2 separate regions of the Mus musculus genome follow, and region 2 is linked to region 1. Evidence: chromatin contacts called from public HiChIP or PLAC-seq data. All regions are on one chromosome and are shown on one strand. Each heading gives the region's core, a stretch centred on a gene start, on an enhancer-like site or on the middle of the called end of the contact. The rest is flanking DNA. Distances are from core to core; before and after follow the strand shown. Region 1 overlaps Gbf1 (golgi-specific brefeldin A-resistance factor 1). Region 2 holds the start of Psd (pleckstrin and Sec7 domain containing).

What was found. HiChIP or PLAC-seq counts read pairs in DNA pulled down with a chosen protein or histone mark.
Region 2: an H3K4me3 HiChIP or PLAC-seq map of the SCID.adh cell line shows a contact between it and region 1, with 11 read pairs. The contact joins the promoter of Psd here to the enhancer-like site in region 1. A contact is called at or near these places in 2 of 39 promoter capture datasets (liver and macrophages), 2 of 115 datasets of contacts at active chromatin or transcription factors (the SCID.adh cell line and memory CD8 T cells) and 2 of 9 other capture datasets (adipose tissue and pancreatic islet).

What each region holds. Positions count from the first base shown.
Region 1 is chr19:46,197,245-46,201,815 of GRCm38.p6, forward strand. All of the region lies in intron 3 of Gbf1 (golgi-specific brefeldin A-resistance factor 1), which reads left to right. Among named protein-coding and RNA genes, the nearest start is that of Gbf1, 47 kb to the left of the region's middle. Within about 2 kb of position 1,802, at least 32 of the 459 cell types and tissues checked have an H3K27ac peak or open chromatin away from gene starts, as enhancers often do. A contact at or near this core is called in the SCID.adh cell line and liver, where this site is marked.
Region 2 is chr19:46,324,495-46,329,065 of GRCm38.p6, forward strand. It overlaps Psd (pleckstrin and Sec7 domain containing), which reads right to left and starts at 2,662. Exons shown (of 18, transcript NM_028627.2): 1 at 2,590-2,662; 2 at 1,673-1,728; 3 at 1-519. The coding sequence starts at 435. It overlaps Fbxl15 (F-box and leucine-rich repeat protein 15), which reads left to right and starts at 3,690. Exons shown (of 4, transcript NM_133694.2): 1 at 3,690-4,032; 2 at 4,181-4,334. The coding sequence starts at 3,980.

The DNA of each region.
Region 1 (4,571 bases), core at 552-3,051:
TGGGTAAGTTATAAGTATAAAAGTTAAAGTTAGGCAAAGAAAAGATTGGTGTGTGTGTGTGTGTGTGTGTGTGTGAGAGAGAGAGAGAGAGAGAGAGAGAGAGCATACAAATGTATATGCATGTATATAGAAGCAAAAGAGAAACCTTGGTGTTCCTTAGGCAACCCATATTGTTTTTTGAGATAGGGTCTCTCACGAGCCTGAAATGTGTCAAGTAAGTTGGCTGGCCAGTGATTCTCCAGGGTCTACCTATCTCTGCCTCCTTAGGCTTGGGTTATAGCCACATGCCAACATACCCAGCTTCCTTTACATTGGTTCCAAGGATCAAACCAAGTCCTCCTGTTTGCAAAGCCAGTGCTTTGTTGACTGAGCTCTCCTCCTAGGGCTTCTCTCCACCCCCTACTATTTTGTAGGCAGAGACTCCTGTGTATCCCAGGGTAGTCTTGAACTTACTAGGGCGCCAAGTGCTCCTTCTCCCTCTAACTCAGTTGTTCTCAACCTTCCTAATGCTGTGAGCCTCTAATTCAGTTCCCCATGTTGTGGTGACCTTGACCCATAAGGACACCACAAGAAAACCCACAGAATCAACTAACCTGGTCTCATAGAGGGTCCCTGAGACTGAACTAGAGACCAGGGACCCTGCATGGATCTGACCTAGGCCCTCTGTATATATGTTATGGTTGTGTAGTTTGGTTTTCTTGTGGTACTCCTCTGACAGTGGGAGCAGGGGCTGTCCCTGACTCTTTTGCCTGATTTTGGAACCCTTTTCCTCCTACTGGGTTGCCTTGTCCAGCCTTAATATGAGGGGAGGTGCCTAGTCTTATTGTAGCTTTATATGCCGTGTTTGGCTGATATCCCCTGGAGGCCTGCCCTTTTCTGAAGGGAAAGGAGAAGGAATGGATGGGAGAGAGTGTCTGGGAGGAGAGGAGACGGGAAACTGTGCTTGGGGTGTAATGTATGAGAGAAGAATAAGTAAGAAAAATTGTTTTGGTTGCTACTTTATATCTGTAATTTTGCGACTGTTCTGAATCATAATGTAAACGTCTGTGTTTTGTGATGGCCTTAGGTGTGACCCCTGTGAGAGAATCATTTGATCCAGAAGGGAATTGAGATTAGGAACCATCGCTCTTACCTCTTGAGCCCTGAGATTACAGGTGCATGTCCTTATGCCTCATTTGTGTGGTGCAGGAGAGCAGACACAGGGCGTTGAGTGTACTAGGAAAGTACAGTATGAACTGAGCTACAATCCCAGCCCTCTGATTGCAGGTGGACTTTAACTTTTGTTTAAAACTTTCATTCTCTCTTCCAAGTCCAAAGTACTAAGCAAGCAGCATAATTTATAACTTGCCAGCTATGCAGAACGGTTACTTGTATGTGTGTATGTGTTGTTTGTGCATATGTGTGCATGTGTATACATATATATGTACAGGCTGAAGGCAGGCATCAAGTGCCATCCTCAGTTTTCTCCATCTGACCAGGCTGGCCTCAAATTCAACAGAGATTTCCCTGATGCTGCCTCCTGAGTTCTGGGATTAAACATGTGTGACACTATACTGGTCCTCGTTTTGTTTGTTTGTTTGATTTTTTTATTTAAGATTTAAAAAACTGAATATGTGTATTTATGTTTATATTGGTGATTGTATGTAAGTGCAATTGAATCCCTTGGAGCTAGAGTTACAGGCAGTTGTGAGCCCCCTGGTATGGATGTTGGGAACTGAACTCTGGTCCTCTGCAGGCGGTGGTATTGAGAGCAGCTGAGTCATCCAGCTCTTTTACAATTAGTTCTTTGAAACAGGGTTCACTGAACTTGGAAGCTCACTGATTGGGCTAGCCTGGCTAGCCGAGTGAACACCGGGGTTCCGCCTGTGGTTAACCAACACTAGGCTTAGAGACTTGTATCACCGCACCTGTTTTTTACATTAGGACTGGGCATCCAAACTCAAGCTCTCAACTTGCATGCTAAGCACATTATCAACTGGGCTATCCTTCCTCCCATGACAGATCCTCTGTAAGGTGCTTTGCTATAAAGTTATGGCTAGATTTTGCTTCCAGAGCAAGTTAGAAAATCAGGATTTGAGCAGTATAATTTTATATATTTTATTTGCAGCCTTAATTTAAAAGTTGACTTTGTATTTCTGTGACAAAGTACTCCAAAGAAACCAGAAAAGGAGGGAATATTGACTCATAGTTTCAAATATTTTAGGCCATGGTCGTTTGGCTTTTGTGTTTCTGAGCCTGTATGGAGGCAAAGGATCATAGTGGAGAAGGGATGGTAGAGCAGAACTGTTTGTCTCATGGCAGCAAGTAAGCAGAGAGAGTGAGGAGGAGCCTGTGGACAATCTTTCAAGGCACTGCACTTCCCGGTGACTTACTTACTTTTACTAGGTCCCACCTCCTAACAGGCCATGTAGCTATGAACCCGTTAGTGGACTAATCCATTGGTCAGGTTCGCTCCCTTGTGGTCCAGTTACCTCTCATTAACACCAGCAGCTGAGGACCAAGTCTTCATCACATAGGAGGGTTTGAGAACTACAGAGCCAATCTGTAACACCTACTAAACTAGACCTGGCTATCAAAGAGCTAGTTCTGTACTGACGTAGGTTCACAAGAGTAAATATCATTTGAAGCAAGATATATAGAAAGCACCAGAAGAAAGTAGATTGAGTCTTGAGGATGGATTTGAATAGTCTTTCTACAATTCTAGTCTCTAGAGTCCTTTTTTTTTTTAACCTTCCTATCTTCCTCCTAAATACTTATATATTTTCCTGTTTAGACCCAATGGATGTCAAAGAGAAAGAAATGACCTTATAAAATTCATTTGTGTGGAGAACTTGAAGTTACTTCGGAACTTGATAACTTTTAGAACCATACTCTGTTTCCCTAAAGAACCTCCTAATTTTTTTAAGCCTGATAGTGGTGGTGCATGCCTTTAATCCCAGCACTCAGGAGTCAGAGACAGGTGGATCTTTGATTTGAGGCTAGCCTGGTCTACAGATCAAGTTCAAGGACAGCCAGAGAGCTACACAGAGAAACCCTGTCTCAAAATCAAAACAAGTGAAAAAGAATTCTCCTCTAATTTTTTGTTTTGTTTGGTTTCTGAAACAAGGTCTTGCTTTATAAGCCCAGCTTTCCTGAAATTCACTCTGTGGCACAAGTTGGCCGTGAACTCAGTCCTATTGGTTCCCCCTCTAGAGTTGTGGAGTTACAGGCATATGCCAATATCTGGGTGTAAGAACACCAACATTTTGTAAAGAAATTACTCAAGAAAACCACTGAAGGGCTGGTGAGATGGCTCAGTGGGTAAGAGCACCTGACTGCTCTTCCAAAGGTCCGGAGTTCAAATCCCAGCAACCACATGGTGGCTCACAACCATCCGTAACGAGATCTGACGCCCTCTTCTGGTGTGTCTGAAGACAGCTACAGTGTACTTACATATAATAAATAAACAAATCTTTAAAAAAAAAAGAAAACCACTGAAGTCTTATTATGTATATTAATATTTACATGTAATATAAAGTACATAATTTAAAAATATTTTCCTCTAGGTATCTAAATTATTGGAACAAATACTGCCTTAAATTGCGTTGAGTAGGGCTGAAGAGATGGTTCAGCAGTTATGAATATTTGCTTCTCTTTTAGAGGACTTGAATTTGATTCCCAGCACCCACATTGAGCAGCTCAGCACAGGGTCAGAAACACAAAAGCCAAGTGATCCTGCCATCCAGTTCCAGGGGATCCACTACTCCTTTCTGGCCCCCACAGTACCTGCACACATGTGGTACACTGTTACATCAACACAAAGTAAAAAAAAAATTGAGTTGGGTACCTGAAATCAAAGAGTTGAGACCAATAGTTTTAAAATATATTCTAGGGGCTGGAAAGATGGCTCAATGTTTAAGAGCACTGACTGCTCTTGCAGAGGACCATGGTTTGATTTTCCAGCACCTACATAGTGGCTCACAACCAACTGTAATTCCAATTCCAAAGGATCAGATACCCTCTTCTGGTATCTGTGTGCATTGTACACATGTTGTGCACAGATATACATCCAGGCAAAACACTCTTACACATAAAATAAAAATAAATAAATTCTTATGATTTTTAAAAATGTAAATATTTCTAGGCTCAGCATGGTAATATATGCCGGTAATCCTGTGATTTGATAGACAAGGGGCAGGAGGATGAGTTCAAGCCCAGTCTGGACTGTATTGAGAGACTCTGTCTCAAAAATAGAAAGGTAAAGCTATTATCTAAAATTAACTATGAGTTTATCTCTATTTACTATTTATAGATCCAACTATACAGGTTGGCACCATGTCGTATAATAGCATCAAATCTCTTTTTAATAAAATGTCTTTTATACTCTTAGCAGGGATCAGGCCATCTAATAACTTAATTAAGTACTAACATATTTTTAGTTAGGCACTTTATTTGGCAAGATTTTATTGGTCTTATGTAATATAGATGGCAATATTATGTCAGGCACTTTGCATATATCATCTCATTTAATCTTTTCAAGAATATTTCAAAGACCAGAAAGGTGTCTTAACAAGTGAATACATTTGCCATGT
Region 2 (4,571 bases), core at 1,412-3,911, 130 kb after region 1:
GCAGCCAGGTCCAAGGGCTGGGGTGGGCCTGGGGGCAGAAATCCCGCCCAGGTCCCAGCTCCGACTCAGGCCTCCAGAAGCAGGTAGGCCATTCAGTGGCCTCACACTGGCCTTCTCCACAAAACGGAAGATGACCACAGAACTCTGTGCCCCTGGTGGAGGCTGCCCAGTGGGTGAAGAGGGTCCCCAGGGTGAGGGAGCTATATGGGGTGAGGGAGGGGCTCGCAGAGGGGTACAAGGTGCTGTCACACGTCCCAGATCCCGGCCTCGAGGACCTGGGCCCACCACTCGTCGTATAAGGGATCCTGTGCTGCCATACATGCTGGCTGGGGGACTTTGGGGCACTGGGCCTTCGGGGAGCCAGCGACGAGGACATCGTGGTGGGGAGATGGCACAGTCGCCTTCTGAGCAGAAGCGCATGGCACCCTGGGCCATGCTGGAGCCGGGGGGTCAGGCTGGGGGGGCAGGGATGGCGAGGCCAGGCAGGGAGTAAGGGGGCTGCATGCTCTTCAGACAGGCCTGCAAGAGAGGAAGGAGAACATGGGTGGAGTGCTTTGGAGTCAGACAGGCGGGGCAGCAGAGACAGAGATGGGAAGGTGGGTTGGGCCTTCTAAAGTCCAGAGACCTATCCTGGGAATGTGGGATCAGCCATCCGGGGGACTCCTGCTTTGGAAAGCTTCCAGGGGCTCCTCTTCTTCTGTCTGGGAGCCCTGAGCATCACTTTATGGTGAAAGAGCAAGCTAATTCAGCTCATGGAGTTGTGTTCTGGGGCAGCCGGGAACTCTCTCTTGGGTGGAGGCTGGAATCTTATCTTCTGGATGATAGAGGCCATGTATCCTCTACAGTTCCACTTATGGGGGACCCTCACTTAGAATAGGAGAAACCATGCTTCTTTGAAGGAGAGGGAAGAAAAAGGGGGTTGCATGGGGGTGATGGAGTGTTGAGAGGGAAGAGGAGAGAAGGAAGGGTCTGAAGAGGCCTTAACATCGGTCCATAGATTGCTGAGTGGGGAATAGATATTCTATTCTCCATACCAGTACATGCACACACACACACACACACCCATGTATAAACACACACAAGAATTCATATACACACATGCAGAAGGACAAAGTATCAGTAGTTAACACATTCATAGGCAACACCCTCCAGTACACACGCAGTACTGCTCATAGACACACCCTCATACAATCACAGTCATAACAAATATGTGTATGATGGAAAAGCACATGCTTATCTTACACACACACACACACACACACACACACACACATCACCAAATAATAGCACACAAAGAGGTTCCCAAAATTCAGGCTCTCGTTCTCTGATGCACACAGAAACAGGTGTATCAGAGACCTCCTCGTCACAATCATAAACACAAATGCATATTTGCTCACAGAATCAGAGACACACATTCTCTCCTCCCCACACCAGTAACCAAGTCTGGGTGGGTGAGGGGGCTGCACCACATCCCTCTCCCTCAACTCCAGGGATATGAAATATCTTGCCCAGCCCAGAAGAGACCATAAAGGAAAACCGGGCCTCTGATGGCAAAGCAGCAGCATAGAGAAAGCTGTCAGGAGCAGCACCCCAGCCAGACAGGTTCTTAAAGCTCAACAGGAGCCTGGACCTCCCCTGTGAAGGCCCTCCTCCAAGGCACCCCAGTACTCACCGCTGCTCGTCAGGAGCTGGAATCGAAGAGAGGCAGAGAGGCTGGGCCCCGCTCAGCTGTAAAAGCAGCAAGGCTCCCGCTCGCTCCAGGCCCGCCCGCCCGCCTCTCAGTCCCTCCTCCACCCCTCCCCACGCTCTGCTCAAGCAACGCTAATCCCCCCCCCCCAACCTCCCTCCATTCCCAGGGCCCTAAGTCCCAAAGAATGTCACCACCTAGTCACTACCTAAGACTCACACCAGAGGAAAGGGAGAATGTGGAAGACCCCATTCTGTTCCCTAAACCCTCATATGCCCCACCCCACTCGTGTTCAGTTCTCTCTCGTCCATCATCTGAACCACACGTAGGGTCCAGATGCATACGCCTGTCCTGCTCCAGACCCCACGCGTGTCCCTAGGAGGCTGCCACATGACCTGTTACATGCCACACGCGCTCCCGCCCCCACAAGCACGCGGCCACGCAAAGCACACGGTACGGAGTAGATCGGACCCGCCCCCTAAAACCAGAAGACCCAACTATGGAAGGGACATTAAGCGAATGCAGTCATAAACACTTTGGGGTTCTGAACCTCAGACCCAGGAGTCCTGTCCTGAACCCCAACCCGGAGTGCAGAGGAAGGATAAATCAGACTCCAGGAGGAACTTCCTTACTGCCTAGGTTAATCGTCCCGCCTTTTCAGGGACGAGAGTTTAGAAGGGATGACCCCGAGACTGGGACAAGAAGCACAGGCAAACCTTGTGCCCTTGGCCAGGGTGGAAAAGGGTCTGGCTCTTTTAGGAAAACGCCACACGAGTTACTATGGTAACTATTCTCCTTTGGAAGGCCAAGACCGGCAAGTTATGACCTGGGAAGAAAGAGAGGGTCGATTCGGGTGGCCAGAGGGTGCGAGGACGTTCGAAGCGGGGGTGCGCGGGGCTCACCGCGGGGAGGGGTGGCGCGAGTTCCGCGAGGTGCTGAAGGGGACAGCGCCAGATTTGTCGTAATGCGCAAGCGCAGAGGCGCGAACAAAGGGGGGGGTGTGGAGGCGCGCGCCCGGAGGTGGTGCGCGCCCACATCAATCTTGCAGAGATCCTTCCAGGCTACCCCTTCCCCAAGTAGACTGAGACGAGGAAGCAATCCCCTCATCCACCTTCACCCTCTTGTGTCTTTCCGGTGCTAGTTGGCTTTTCTCTTTATGCTACAATTCAGTAATGAGGTAGTGTAGAAGGAATTCTGGGAAAACCAGGATTTCTGGGTTCTTTATCCTTGCTTCGTTTGATCCTGGTTAGGGAGCTTTCTCCCTAGAGCCTCGATTTGCCTGTCTTTAAAATGGACGGTCCTTCCTACCTTTGCTGATGTACCCAAACCCCTGATAAGGATGGGAAGCAGTTTTCGTTACGAAGCGGCTGAAATGTTTGCATAAGGGCACGCAATCATGTAGATAGGATGCAGCGGTCTTACAGTCTTTCGCATGCCCCACACCCACCTCAGATGTTGGAGGAAAATATTACGCCAGGGGTTCTCCAGAGAGGGACTTGGGCTTAGTATCTGGGGGTGCAGTGAAAGGGGAGCCTAGTGGTTGAGCTTTGGGAAGACAATGTCCCTACAATTAATCCAGGACCAGTCAAAGCAGTACGGCTAGTGGCCTGCACTGAGCAGGCAATTCCTCTCGGACTCTGGACCGCTGGAAAGCAGACCTGGCTGGTCCTATATAGTCCTTTGTCCTTAGGCAAAGAGCCGGACTACGCTGCCCTGAAGTGGAAAGAGATGGATGTCATGATTGTGCATTTCACAAGAAATGGCAGGTTTAAACAAGTGTGCTTGAGAGTAAAAGCCCTAGCGTCGCCCATTTAATCTAGTCTTTTGGCAGTTGCTTATTGAGCACCTAGTACATACCAGCTAGTTATAGTCTGGGCAGCCTCTCCCCCTTTTCTTTTTCCAAAGTCGCTTAAAGGCGACCAGAGGACAGAAGGAGGCACTGGGTAACCTAGGAGTCCTGGCTCCGCCCCTTCTGCCTTTGGCCTTGTCTGCTCCTCCCATCACCACTCAGAGGCGGCTACTGGCCCGCAACGGAGACCGAAAGCAGTGTTCGCTCGCCGCTACTCCAGCCTCGGGCTTCAAGCCCTGTAGCTGAGAAGACATCTAATGGTACATCACTGGTCCGTTCTGCCTCAGTTTCGGGATCCATCCGAAAAGCTTCCTGACAAGGATTCTCAGTGAGACCGCACTCGATTAAATCGGTCTGTCTCTTCCGACCAAGGAGGCGGGCTCGCCGCAGCCGCTTCAAGGCCAAAGCGAGTGGAGCTTACTGCGCACGCGCAGTAGACAGCGATGGAGCCACCAATGGAGCAGTCCGGAGGGGAGCAAGAACCAGGAGCTGTCAGGTACCGAGCACTGGAGGGGCCTAGGGAGGGAGGGCAGCCGAGTCTGGGCCGGACGCGGATCCCTCTTGCCAGCCGGGACTCTCGGGTATAACAGAAGGACTCGCACGTAACAGCGGCCCGGGGACGTCAACGCCGTTTTCCCCCTCAGGCTCCTGGACCTGCCCTGGGAAGACGTGCTGCTCCCGCACGTCCTGAACTGGGTCCCGCTGCGCCAGCTGCTCCGGCTGCAGCGCGTCAGTCGCGCCTTCCGGGCGCTCGTTCAGCTGCACTTGGCGAGGCTGCGCCGCTTCGACGCCGCTCAGGTGAGCCGGGGCCCGGAGCCACGCCCACGCCACGCCCCCGCGTGGGTACCACCGTCGCCCCGCCTCCAGGCCAGCCCCTGCTGCGCGGTAAACCCTTCCCGACCCCGGGTGAGACGTGGAGAATTCCAGAGGGCAGCGGCTCGGAGGGAGCTCGGTGTCCCTTCTGGGAGGGCAGGGGGCAAAGTCCCGAAGTTAGGCGGCTGCCAGGCAGTGGCCCGCCCCGGGGACAGACTTGAG